Linked DNA regions of Hordeum vulgare: regions 2 and 3 are each linked to region 1. The links are chromatin contacts, called in public Hi-C maps. All regions are on one chromosome and are shown on one strand. The core of a region is the stretch at or near the end of the contact, and the rest is flanking DNA. Distances in the headings are between cores, read along the strand shown.

Region 1 (4,523 bases), core at 1,261-3,760:
ATGTCTACATAGCTCTCGAACCCGCAGGGTTTGCACACTTAAGGTTCGGTGACGTTCCGGTATTATTGAGTTATGTGTGATGGTGACCGAAGGTTGTTTGGAGATCTGGATGAGATCCCGGACGTCACGAGGAGCTCCGGAATGGTCCGGAGGTAAAGATTTATATATAGGGAAGTGGTATTGGGGTTCTGGAATAGTTTCGGGGATTTTCGGTATTGTACCAGGAGTGCCGAAAGGGTTCAGGGGGTCCACCCGGAGGGGTCCACCCACCCTAGGGGGCACATGGGCCTAGGAGGTGGTGCACCAACCTTTGGTGGGCTTGAGAAGCCAACCCCAAGAGGCCTATGCGCCAAGGCTTGATAGAGGAGGTGGAGGAGTCCTCCTGCCAAGGGTGCTGGACTCTCCTCGCACTTCAGTCGAACCGGCCAAGACTAGCCCACCTACCCCTTCCTCCTATATATAGTGGAGGTTTTGAGGGCATCCACCACCTGAAAAGCCACGTGCTACCCTCTCCTCCATAGATCGTCTTCTTCGTCTAGATTAGTTCGGTAGAGCTCGGCAAAGCACTGCCGGATTAGTTCACCACCACCTCCACCATGCCGTCGTGTTGCCGGAGAACTCATCTACCTCTCCACCCCCTCTTGCTGGATCAAGAAGGTGGAGATCGTTATCGAGCCGTACATGTGCTGGACGCGGAGGTGCCGTCCGTTCGGTACTAGATCATGATTGGATTGCAGGACTGCTTGCGATTTGGATCGCAAAGACGTTCGACTACATCAACCGCGTTTCTTAACGCTTACCGCATAGCGATCTACAAGGGTATGCGGATCCGATATCTCCTCTCGTAGATGGTCATCACCATGGATAGATCTTGTATGTGCGTATGATTTTTTTTGTTTCCCATGCAATGTTACCCAACATATTCCTCTATTTCACTTTCTTTCTTGGTTTTCTCCTCCTGTACAATGAAGTCCAGCCTATTTTTTTTTGCATCTAGTGAAAAAAGAACTTACTAGGAAAAACAATGAAGATGGCGGGTTCCCACTCCTTTGTCCGCTGGACATAAGAGAGGATGTGCAGGGGCCAAGATGGAAGCATGGTAGAACCCTGGGCGATGACAATGCTAGATGCGATAGGGAAGTTCAATGTTATAGTTTTCTCCTTAGTGCACTCTATCTTCACCACGTCTTGAAAACAAAGTTTCTACTATGCTCCTCTACATTTGGTGAAATTTGCCAAGGTTTTGGGTTCTTCCATATGCTCCTCTGCATCTGCATTTTGCTGTTGCTCCTCTGTATTTGAAGTATGGCGTTGCTCCTCTACATTTGTACTATCATGCTGCTCCTTTGCATTTGTGTTACCCTAGTGTTCTTCTAAGTGTTCGTGTCGTTGCTTTGGATGTTCTACCCCATCCGAATAATGTTGTTGCTCCTCTGAATTTTGTTGTTGCTCTTCTCCATTTGAATGTTGTTGCTCCTCTGAAATTTCCTGTTGCTATTCTCCATCTGAATTTTCCTGTTGCTCTTCTCCATTTGAGTGTTGTTGCTACTCTTGTGTATACTCATCCTCTTAGCCACTACGGCTCCTCCCCGGAAAAACTACCGAGGCCTTGCAATAAATGGCCACCATACATGCATCCGTGATATGATGGGAGCATAGTTGGCCACACTAACCAAAATCAACAACCCCATACATTGCATAGTTAAACTAATATGGAGCCAGAGACTACAAGATCACCAAACACTCCAAAATCACAACCTAAAACTTAAGAAAAGGAGAGGTGTCGGGTTACATGTATGGGCATCCATCTCCGATGTTTGAACCCTTGTTGCTTCGCTGTCCAATGTACAGTTCATGCCACCAATCATCATCCTTCGACCTTATCACCGTCGTCGAATCGAGGAAACCGCATCGGGGAAGGGAGGCGAAGAGAAGAGGAGGAAAAGGAAAGCTTCGCCTCAATCTCCGTCTAATCTTTCTTTAGATGAGCTCTGTTCAATCAGAACGAAAATCAAATACTAATAAAAGACACCCATCCACACTCATCAAGTTTAGAAACCGAGTGTAGTTCAAACGGTTAGGTTTATCGTCGTGAAACCAACCCATCGGGATTCAAGTTTTTCGAATTACCTCAGATCGTTTGACAACATGGGTTCGAAGGAAGGAAAACGTCCTCATTGACTGATCGAGCATCTACGATGATTTTAAAATCTTAAAATAATGTGCGGGCTCGTCGGCGTACGTGGCGCCAGCGTGGGCCTCCGAACTGAAAACCGAAGCACGCTTATTGTGTTTGTGTTTGTGTCTGTTTACTTATTTATTTATTTATATTCAGGTGGGTGGGTTCACTCGATTACTGTTGGCGACCCAAGGCGGCCAAGTCAAGCACACGGCATCACGCAACCCGGCCACGGCGCAAACATCCCTCGCCGCTCGCCGCCGTAGTACTAGTCTGGTTTGTTGTACTACTACGTATATACTCCAAAGGCAGGCAGGCAGGCAGGCGGAGGCTCTCACTTCCTCCATCCCCATCCCCATCCCCTCCAGACCTAAAATCGCCAACCGCCGATCCGGACCATGGACGCCAACTGGCGCCCCACCCAGGGGTCGGATCCCGCGGCCGGCGCCGCTGACCCGACCGCGCCGCCGCCCCCCGCCGCCGGCGACTGGCGCGCGCAGCTCCAGCCCGAGGCGCGCGGCAGGATCGTCAATAAGATGTACGTATGCGGGGCCCTAATCGGTTCCGCTGGATCGGATTCGCTTTCCCCTCCCCTCCCCTCCCCTCCCCTCCCTCCAATCTAATCGTATTACTTCGATCCATTTTTTCCCGGGTTCGAGGAATTTCCCGGTCAATCCTGTCGTCGATCCGTCCGATGTAGCTTTGATCCGTAGCGGCAACCCACGGATTCGCCGTCACACATGAGAGCCCCCAGCTTCTGCGCCGCTCTCTTCTTAATTAATCAGAAATCCCCCGCCGCGGGATTCACCAATCAACCTGCGGCCCAATTACTTTGTTATTAACACAAGTTTATCGATGAAGAAGCGCAAATTTGCCACGGCACAGAATGCCACAGGTTCTATTACCACTGTTCCGGGATGCAATTCTGTTCCAAAACCAGAGTTTCTCGTGTCCTTTCCCAAGGATATTACCATTATTACGCGCATGATCACGAGTGACGACTAAATCGACCCGCGCAACACCTCATTGGTCTTACCAAAGCGAAAGTTACGCCTTCGTTATAGGAATGGAGGGAGAATACGATTGTGAATTGGATATCTATATATCTTGGCTGCTCTGCCTACTCTCGTTCGTTTCACTTTACGTCTCAGATGCAACATGTCTTACTCACATCCTGCACTAAATATGGGTGTAGAACGGAGACCTTGAAGAAGCATCTGCCAGTGTCTGCGCCAGACGGGCTGAACGAACTTCAAAAGATCGCCGTGCGATTCGAAGAGAAGATCTATACTGCAGCAAGCAATCAGGTAATTTAATTACTTCTCTGAGCAGAGCACACCTTAGTTACGGGGGTTTCTTTTAGTTAAACAGTGTTTATGTGCTAATGCCTAATAATAGAGCACAACTGTCTCTAATTGTTGTAGAAGATTTTTTTACATTATTATGTTTGAGTGCCTATATCAGTTTCCCTTTTTTTGTGAAACATTGGGTGAATTTTTTGCTCTCCATCTGCCAAAGTTCAATTACTCTTAGGAACATATCCTGATTTTTCTCATGCTTGAGAGCAAATACAAAATTTCTGTGCTGCCGGGACTCCACCAACTATTTGGAGCACATCACAGTTATTTTACCATTTTCACATTTTATATACATACATAATGTAAGTTAATAAGCTAGTATATTTTTAATATTATGTTACATATAAATGATGGACTGAAACACCAATCCTTATCTTGGTTACCATCGATCACATGTTGAATTTCATACTGTTGTACCTTAAACATCTGCAGTTAGTTACTCCTCCAATTCATGTTTCTATGCCATGTGTTCATGCATCTGAATTTGTTATAGATGAAACAGAAGTATTATTATGTTGCAAGGATAGTACTACCCAAGACCATGGGATACACAGTGGTATACAATAATTTTTTCTCGGACTAATAAAAAAAAAATGAAAAAAGACCTTACTCCCTCCTCTCTGTTTGACCGGGTTCATCTGAGTTTGCCTCTACCTCAGTCTGGTAAAAAAAATCAAATATATTTTTTGGTTGGGGCGTACCAAATCACCCTTCCCATTTCGAATTTTTTTCTGTCTGGCTTATTTGTTGCAAACCTTGGAGCAATCTACAATTCTTCATCATATTGCCTAACTCAGTTATGGTGAATATTTGTTTATTTGAAAAAGTCACTGCCACTATTTTGATTTGGATTTTCTGTTCTTATCACTTCTTTGAGGCAGTGTGTTTTGCTGCTTAGATGACATCATTGAATTCAAATGTGAAAAGGTGAAACACCTTCTGTACTATGCTAAACTGCTAATCACATCAGTACTGTTGGTTGCAAG
Region 2 (4,523 bases), core at 1,132-3,631, 230 kb before region 1:
CTCTTGTTTGTGAGTTTCTTCTTGACAGTGCCCAAGTCCATTGGATTGCGGATAACATCAAAGTAATCAGGAATGCCAAATAGGTCTGGATCAACCGGTTTATGGAAAAGCCAACCACCTGGGTGATCCATGAGCTTCCCCAGAATATTTCTACAGACCCTTGTCTTGCTCGCATTCATGCTTCCAGCCTTGTTGTTAGAAGATGGTCGGTTCTCAGATGAAGAAATTGACGTCGTCCCAGATTTTTGAGACCGTTTATTTCCCTCAACCTCTGAATCGGTGCCAGAATCTTCCGACCCGCTGCTTATATAAACTGACCTCCGCCTCTTACAGGCTTGCGTGGTCATTGTGTTTGGTTTATTACTTCCTGATTTTGACAAATGAGAAGTAATTTCAGGCTTCATGATGCCCTCTCTGATGGACACACATGGTACATACAGCACAACTTCTCCCTCCCAGTCAGCTGAAAACAGAATATTCAGTCAGAAACAAGCTGCTTAATACGCCAAGATGAAATCATAAGCCAGACAGGAAAAAGAAGACAGAGGAACAGTTTATTTTGACTGAACAGAACTTATGGCAGCATAAATAAAATTAAAATATACGGAGTATGAAATAACAACACCAACAGCTCATACAGACAATTAGTGTTCACTACATTTCTTATTTTCAATAAGGGAAGTAAGAACTCTGAGTCTGGATCAGAATGTGTGCTGAAAGCATGGAGTTAATGCCTCCATAATCTGCTGCAGCTAGTAACACAACAGAAGAGTGAACACGGTAAAGGTAAAATGCATAGAACACACAGGATAATCATCAAATATTCCCAAGTAATAATCACAGTGCATAGACAATTTTCCAAAAAAGGGCAACTTCACGTTCCATTCCACCATACTCCCTCCGTTCCTTTATATAAGGTGTATTTGTTTTTTGATAAAATTCCACAATGTAAGGTGCATTTCTTCTAATTCTTTGTAATTCCATCATTAGCCCTTCAAAAAAAGGGAAGTATCTCTCCCCTGATTGCATGCATCTCTTATTATAAAGAGAAAAAGGAAAGAATCTCTCTCATGATTGTGTGTATCTCTTACTTTCCTAGCCTAAATGATTTTATTGCCTCTAATCAATGATTTGGCCAAGGTTAATTTTGTCTTAACATGTGTATAATTATGCGCCTTGGTCACCGTGCCGGAAATAATACACCTTACATAAAGGAATGGAGGGAGTATTTCCTTTTAAGCTATGTTGCTCCCAAGGGGCAGATACAGATGAAGTTACGCGAAGGTTGCTTTTAAACACTGTCTAAGGGAAGCCAGCCAACGAGGCAATGAGGCTGCTCATGAGCTAGCTAGGAATAGCTTTCAACTTTCCTTATCCTGTGTTCTATGCATGATGCTTTGATCTCCCTAGTTCTATTTTGCAAATGATCGGAAACGGTGTGCGATACGAACCCGACTACCCAGCATACTACGCCGGGGTCTACTACGGATTCCCTGCCGCCTACCGTGATTATGTTGCCACGACGGAGGTGCCATACTACCAAGCAGGGTATTACCCTTACTCGGTTCCATGGTGTTAATTTGTTAATCAATAAGGCCAGCTGAATGGCCTTTGCTGGAAGAAAAAAAAAATCGGATTTTTTTTCTCTTCTCCTAGTAAAAAGGCAAATAAACGGCCTATTGGAGACTCCCCAACATACCCTACAAGCCTCTGGCTATGCTAGAGTGGAAAGCCTAATTAGCGCAAGACATGTACGATTCTATCTAGGGTTAGTGGCCTATTGGGGATCCCCTGACATAATACAACGAGCCCTTATTATCCAATCCCCAATCGAAGGAGCCGCCCCCAAATTACCGACAGCCCCAACCTACTAACCCTAGAATTACAGATCGGACCATCGTGGTGTGCGCGAGAGAGATAAAAGAACCAACCTGAGCGCGTATCCGCCGGGGCGGGCGGAGGGCGGGGCCCCTCGGAATCCTTGGCCCCGGAATGGGAGGCCTCCGCTGGCGTCGCCGAGAGAGGGCCGGAGACCTGCACGCGCGCGGAGGCCCGGGCTCGGCGGCGCGCGGGCTCTGCGTCGGGGCAGGGCGTCGGGGGCCGGCGGCGGGACAGGACAGCGGGGGACGGAGGCGGGAGGATGGGGCCGGCGGAAGGCGGGGAATTTGGGCGCGGGCGCGGGGCGTGGGGAGCGGTGGCTGGTCGGACGCGGGGGCAGAGGAGCGGCGGGGGCGAGCGGATGGGGGCGGAGGCGGAGGCGGGGGGGGAGGGGGGCCGCCGGAAGGCGGCGTGGTAGGGGAACGGCGGCGACGGAGGAACCCTAGAAAGAGAGCTTTTTTTTTCTTTTTGGTGCGAGAGAGAGAGAAGAGAAGGAGACAGGCTGCTCCGGGAGAGTCGGGGAGAAGGGCCGGCTCGTTTCGTGGATGGAGTGGCATTATCGGCGTAAATACGGCCTCGTTTCAGGGGTTATTATTGAATTATTATTATTACACCACAACTAGCGATTTTTTTTTTTGATATATATACGGACTTCTCCCGGGGCTTTTATTTTTAGTCCGGCCTCTCTTTATGAAAAAGGTGGCGTGGCGACACCAAGACGTGAAAGAAATTTCAGTTCTTTTTCGGTCCGTGCTGCTAAAACCAGGGAGTCGTCGAAAGAAAAAAAAAAACAGCCCCGATCTCAATGTCATTGTCGGGTCTCAAGCGACTCATTGATATGACAAACAAACACGGGTGCAGGTACATGTAAAGCTTTGCTCTAAGACGAGAGCCTGAATGTGTTATGTGGAGTTTATTTTCATTCTTCTTCGGCAACGATCATTACCATGGGATCCCGGTTGGCGGCATGGGATTAGCTCGATGGGCGTTGCTTATTTTTCTTGCTATTCAGGCATATTTGCTTCTTGTCTGTATTCGATTGTGTAAATATGCTCTGAAGGCAAAAATAAAATAGTTATTATTATACTTCCTCCGTCTTAAAATAAGTGTCTCAAACTTAGTATAATTTTGTACTTGAGGTAGTACAAAGTTGAGACATTTATTTTAGGATGGAGGAGGTATTTCTTTATTCAAGATAATCGTTTATTATCCATTATATAATTGTATTGATTAGAAACTCAGATACATGTGTGGATACATAGACAACACGCTGTCCCTATTGAGCCTCCAATGAAATAGCTCGTTGATCAAAGATGGTCAAGGTTTCCTGGCCATAGGCATGAGTTGTCATTTGATAACGGGATCGCATCATTGGTAGAATGATGTGATGGACAAGACCCGAACTATGAATGTAGCATATGATCGTGTAAGTTTATTGCTACTGTTTTTCTACATGTCAACTATGTGTTCGTATGACCATGAGATCATGAAACTCCCGGACACCAGAGGAATGCCTTGTGTACTGAATCAAACATCACAACGTAACTGGGTGACTATAAAGGTGCTCTACAGGTATCTCCGAGGGAGTATGTTGGGTTGGCATGGATCGAGACTGGGTTTTTGTCATTCCGTATGACGGAGAGGTATCTCTAGGGCCCACTTGGTAATACAAACATCACAAGAAGCTTGCAAGCAATGTGACTAAGGAGTTAGCCACGGGATCTTGTATTACGAAACGAGTAAAGAGACTTGTCGGCAATGAGATTGAACTAGGTATGGAGATACCAATGATCGAATCTCGGGCAAGTAACATACAGATGGTTGCTGTGTATCCCCGGCAACGGCGCCAGAAATACTTCTGCTACTGCAACAAAAGACCTTCCAACAGCGCCAGAAATAGGAGTGTTGCTTGATACTCCTCAGCAACGGCACCAGGAATTCTTCAGCTGCGACTACGCCTTAAGGGACTTCCTAGGCAAGTATGCAAAGGATTTCCCCCGTGGCCTTGGAGCCTTGCGTTGGTGTTCCCTCGAAGCGGAAAGGGTGATGTAGCACAGAGACGGTAAGTATTTCCCTCAGTTTGAGAACCAAGGTATCAATCCGGCGGAAGAGTATCTCAAGATCCTGCACAAAAACAAAAGCTTGCACCCAACGCTATGAAGGGGTTGTCAATCCCTTATAGATTGTTTGCCAAGTGAGAACTGAAAGCAACAAAGTAACAAAGCAAAGTAAAAGCGGAGGTGTAAACGATGGATGTGAATAGACCCGGGGGCCGTAGTGTTTACTACTGGCTTCTCTCACGAAAGCAAGTAGACGGTGGGTGAACAAATTACTATCGAGCAATTGATAGAACTATGCAGAGTCGTGACGATATATATGCAATGATTATTTCTATAGGCATCACGTCCGAAACAAGTAGACCGATACTTTCTGCATCTACTACTATTACTCCACACGTCGACCGCTATCCAGCATGCATCTAGTGTATTAAGTCCATAAGAACAGAGTAACGCCTTAAACAAGATGACATGATGTAGAGGGATAATCTCAAACCAATGATAAAAACTCCATCTTTTTACCCTTGATGGAAACTGCTTGATGTGTGCCTTGCTGCCCCTACTGTCACTGGGAAAGGTCACCACATG
Region 3 (4,523 bases), core at 1,010-3,509, 130 kb before region 1:
TCACTGAGTGCTCGGTTAGTCATCCCATCACAATCATTTACCTAGTGTTTTCATGGGATCGTGATTTTGTGTGATCCTAATTTGCGCTATTAGTGGGAATCCTAATTTGTGTGTGGATATGGGGTAGGCAAGTGCTCACATAATAATTTTTCCTTCATGGTAGCAGTTTCCATACTTAATGTGGACCTAGAGTACGTTTGTAGTTTTGTAGGCAAAAAATTCATGTTGAAGCCAAGAATTGAACTCAAGACTTTAACACTAACCCTTGGCCAACTCCCCCTATTCGGTTCATGTCAAGTTAAAAGAAAATATCAGTATTTGACAATTTATCTCTTCTTATTAGTGCATAATTATTGATTTCAAACATTGTTTCAAATATACCCCGATAACTCTCTATTTAATCAACATGGTAATTTACGCACCACAAACCAATAACATACGTACAAGCACCATATTAACTTTCACTTGGGGAGTTGTTGGAATATACACTCGTAACTTATACATACTCGCATGGTAGTTCATGAACAATGAACCTGATAACTTACGTATAAACATTGTACTTACTGTCACCCCAAAAAAGAAATATTTAAACATACCATGTGGTTACCCGCAAAATAAGGAAAAGTACGACAGTAACTTTCATGTAAATAGCATGCTAATTTAAGCACTGCAGACATGATAACTTACGTGCAAACCATGGTAGCTTTGATCCGGGGAAAATAAGTTTTTGAAACATACCCAGTAACTTCTGTGTAACTAGTATGCATAGTAACACACTGTATACTTGATAACTTACACCATGGTAACTTTGATCGGAGATTCTTTTTTTGTTGAAACATGTCCCCATTAACTTATGTGTAAATAACATGGTAATCTAGGAACTTCAAATCTGATAACTTGCGTTCAAACAGTGTGGTAACTTCCACCAGGGGGTAAAAAGTTGTTGAAACATACTCCAATAACCTATGTGTAAAGTTACCAGTCCTCTCATGCTATGGTTACCCGTTTTATCATGCTATAGCTACCAGACGGCTCATGTTGAAGCTATCAGGATGCTCATGTCATAGTTATGATGCTGCTCATGCCAAAGTTATCAAGGCAAAAATTAACTTTTTTGCTGATATGGTAGGATGAAGAAGGGCAAATACCCTTTTTTATGTATGGTGGACAACAAATAAGGATGGTTGAGTTGGTTATTTGTCTAGTAGCTATTCAATAGACATGCGTTTAATTCCTCCTTCTACCTCTTTATTTCTTTTTCATATTTCTTTTGTGACAAGAAAGGAATGCATCCAAGACCCAAGTGGTTCAGTGTTGGCACATGTCATTTTCGGGAGAAGGGAGAAAATCAGTTGGCATGCATGCGCATGCGCCGGACATAGGATAGCGATCGGGTAGAGGACCAGTCATTTGTATTTGTCCCTGTAATTGGAACGATCACCAGTTAGTACGGTCCAATAAGAAAAGAGTGACTTGCATTGACTCCAAGGATATTGCTGCGACTGTTCTACCTCCACCAAATGCCATGATCTTTGCACTACAAATTAATAAATTTTTAACTGGTGCTGCGATCATCCGTCGTTGATGTCTTCTTCCACCTCCACCCAATACCATGATCTTTGCACTAGGAATAAATAATTTATTAACTGGCACAACGACCAAGTAGAGTCTCTTCGTATTTCAGGTCAAAATTTGATCACAAATTTAACTTGGAAAATATGATTTATATGTAACAAAAAGTAGTGCCATTGGTAACTACTTTCAAATATATGAATCCAACAATATTTGTTTTGGCATATAAATTTGCAGTGAAAATTTGGCCTAAAATACGACGAAGACTAATAAACCCGAACAGAAGAAGTGCATTTTTTTCTTAATCAGGCATAAAAGAAGTCGCCAACTCAATTTGATCTCGATAGGAATATTCCCTTCTTTCCGGTTCACGTGTATCCCGAGATCAATAATTTACCATTGTTATAGAAAGCTAGAATATCCAGTACTGTTATGGAAATCTAGAATGTTGACAAATCTTAGCGCTCAAGTACTAGTTTCTAGAATGCCCAGTGTTACAAAAAGTAACAATTGTGATAAGGATGATGCATCATGCACTGCTAAAAGGACCTTATCTTTCTATAACGGTAAGTCTTTCAGTCCTTTTAATTACATCCAAATTTGGACTTAGTCACACACGTGATATCGCCCACACTTAATGGCTCTTTCTATAAGACTATAACCCCAACTAGCTGCTGGTAGGTGGATCCTGTCTCATCTTGCTGTTCCCCTCTTCTTGGATGTTTCTTTAGTAGCAAGCCCCATCATGGCTGATTGAGCCTCCAGGTTAGTACTCCAACCCTTTACTTGTCAAATATTTTTGGTGTCAACTATTACAGTTTGTATATGTTCTTCTAAATTATATCTTGGCACTTCATATCTGAAAAAAATGAAACACAACTTGTAAGTAGGTTTTTAATTATGAACCAGATATGTATTTGTTTACTAGCATGTACATGTGTTTCTTCTACAGTATAAGGCATGCGAAAGCAACAAGATATTCTCCGAGAAAACACTGCAGTACCTTTATTGTTTCCAATGACAAATTTCATTCGAAAAGGTGCTTAAGTGACAGATATTATATGAAACATCATATTTACATATTTTACTTAGAAAAGTGATTGTTCCGTCCAGTGTTATACCCCCCTCCGTCTGAAAATACTTGTTGAAGAAATGGTTGTAATACTTCTCAGAAAAATGAATAAAAATGAATGTATCTAGAACTAAAATACGTCTAGATACATCCATTTCTCCGACAAGTATTTTCGGGGTGAGGGAGTAGAAAGCTAGAATGACTCCGAGGGTTACCAGCTCCAGAGAAGTTCAGCATAATAAAATGGAGACCAAAAAAAGGGAGCGTGCATACTACCCTATGATCAACACTAAACAGGAGAGCATCTTTTTCAGCTCAACTGACATCAATCAGCCAACATCCTCTTGGTCCACCTGATTTGTAACTTTGTAAGGCATATCAGTTTCTGGATCTTAGAGAGCAACGGCACCCTTACCTCCTCCCATTTGAAGAACATGGCGAGGCATAAACCTTGCAATTAAAACCCGAACTACTAGAAAGCTAACACTCCAAGAAAGATGGAAGAATGTGATTAGTTTCTTATCTCAAAAGTGCAGGATCCTCAAGAGTAAAAATTCTATGACCTTGCACAAAATGTGCACGTTTGTCACAAACTTGCAAGGATGAGAAAACATGTCTTGAACCAGCCAGATTGCCTGAGCGGATTACCAGCCTTAGAGAAGTTCAACATACCAAAAACAAAACAAAATAAAAGAGCATGACTACTACTCTATGATCAACACCAAACAAGGGATCATCTTCTCAACAAACTTCCATCAGCTAACACCGTCTCAGTCCACTTGAGTGGTTCGGCACATATAGCAAGATGTGGATCTTCGAGGGCAACAACACCATGATCGCCTCTCTTTTACCGGCACCATGATTTTCCATTGATGGCTTTGTGAAGAACATGTTAAGGAGAAGCATAAACTTTGTGATTAAAACTCCAAGTCCTATAAAGTTTTTTATTTGAGGGAATGCCATCGTGGTGGTTTTTATTTGATATAAAATCAGGATACATCGGATAAAACGGACGAAGGCGTATTATCACCCACAAGCTGAAAGGATTAACTCCAAGAAAGCACTTCCTCCATCCCATATTTACTGTTGCTCAAATGGATGTATCTAGCACTAAAATATGTCTAAATACATCTGTTTCACAACAGTTAATATGGGACGGATGGAGTAATACTTAAGATGTAAAGGGAAAAAGGAAGACTGCAATTAGTTGTCTTATCTGAAAGTTCAGGCTCCTGAATATTGTATATCTAGGGAATGCTTACATTAGCTGCATTTGGAATTGATTTTCGTGGCCGGCTTAGTGGAACAAGTAAAATTCCCATAACTAACTTGATTCCATAGTGAGCACAACAAAGGTCAGAAACCGCCAATAATAAGTCTTCGGTAGAGAGTTGTTTTATTTTTCTCCTACTATTCACAAATCTTATTTTATTTTATTTGAAGTGCACTAAAACAATTATTTTTTACTTATTCATGAATAGTACAAGGCAACAACTTTTTATTTTATGTGCATGTTTAGGAGTTAGCCCAACTATATAGCTAACTTCATGTTTTTTTAGAATAGCTTTATAGAGGACATTGGGCGTTGCCCTAGGGCTTTCTACAGGATTTTGTGCAGGACCTGCCTCGGCCCTTGATTGCGGGTGCATAAGATTTAACATGATACACAAAAATAATCTTGAATAGATTTCTTAAAATGCATAAGTATGCAAAGCATAAACTCAGGCGCCCACTATTGCACTGCACATTTGTGTTTCCTTATTTCATTGAAAGAAGATTACAGGAAGTAGAATACGGTTGTCGTAAATGTTGGTTGGTGCACGAATTATTTACTGTAGACAATATTGTTCTGAAATTGCCATATGCTGCCTTAAATGAC

Evidence for each region. A called contact is a pair of places that touch in the nucleus more often than the background predicts.
Region 2: a contact with region 1 is called in a Hi-C map of leaf, with 6 times the contacts expected there. The contact joins the promoter of LOC123407336 here to the promoter of LOC123407450 in region 1. A contact is called at or near these places in 3 of 6 Hi-C or Micro-C datasets (leaf and seedling).
Region 3: a Hi-C map of leaf shows a contact between it and region 1, with 1.9 times the contacts expected there. The contact joins the promoter of LOC123412413 here to the promoter of LOC123407450 in region 1. A contact is called at or near these places in 3 of 6 Hi-C or Micro-C datasets (leaf and seedling) and 1 of 1 datasets of contacts at active chromatin or transcription factors (embryo).

The regions. Positions count from the first base shown.
Region 1 is chr7H:620,683,965-620,688,487 of MorexV3_pseudomolecules_assembly, forward strand. LOC123407450 (mediator of RNA polymerase II transcription subunit 15a-like) reads left to right here and starts at 2,511. Exons shown (of 10, transcript XM_045100587.1): 1 at 2,511-2,717; 2 at 3,375-3,486. The coding sequence starts at 2,578.
Region 2 is chr7H:620,450,181-620,454,703 of MorexV3_pseudomolecules_assembly, forward strand. It overlaps LOC123407336 (transcription factor GTE8-like), which reads right to left and starts at 2,382. Exons shown (of 10, transcript XM_045100449.1): 1 at 1,932-2,382; 2 at 1-463. The coding sequence starts at 404.
Region 3 is chr7H:620,551,773-620,556,295 of MorexV3_pseudomolecules_assembly, forward strand. LOC123412413 (cold-responsive protein kinase 1-like) reads left to right here and starts at 2,260. Exons shown (of 11, transcript XM_045105353.1): 1 at 2,260-2,337.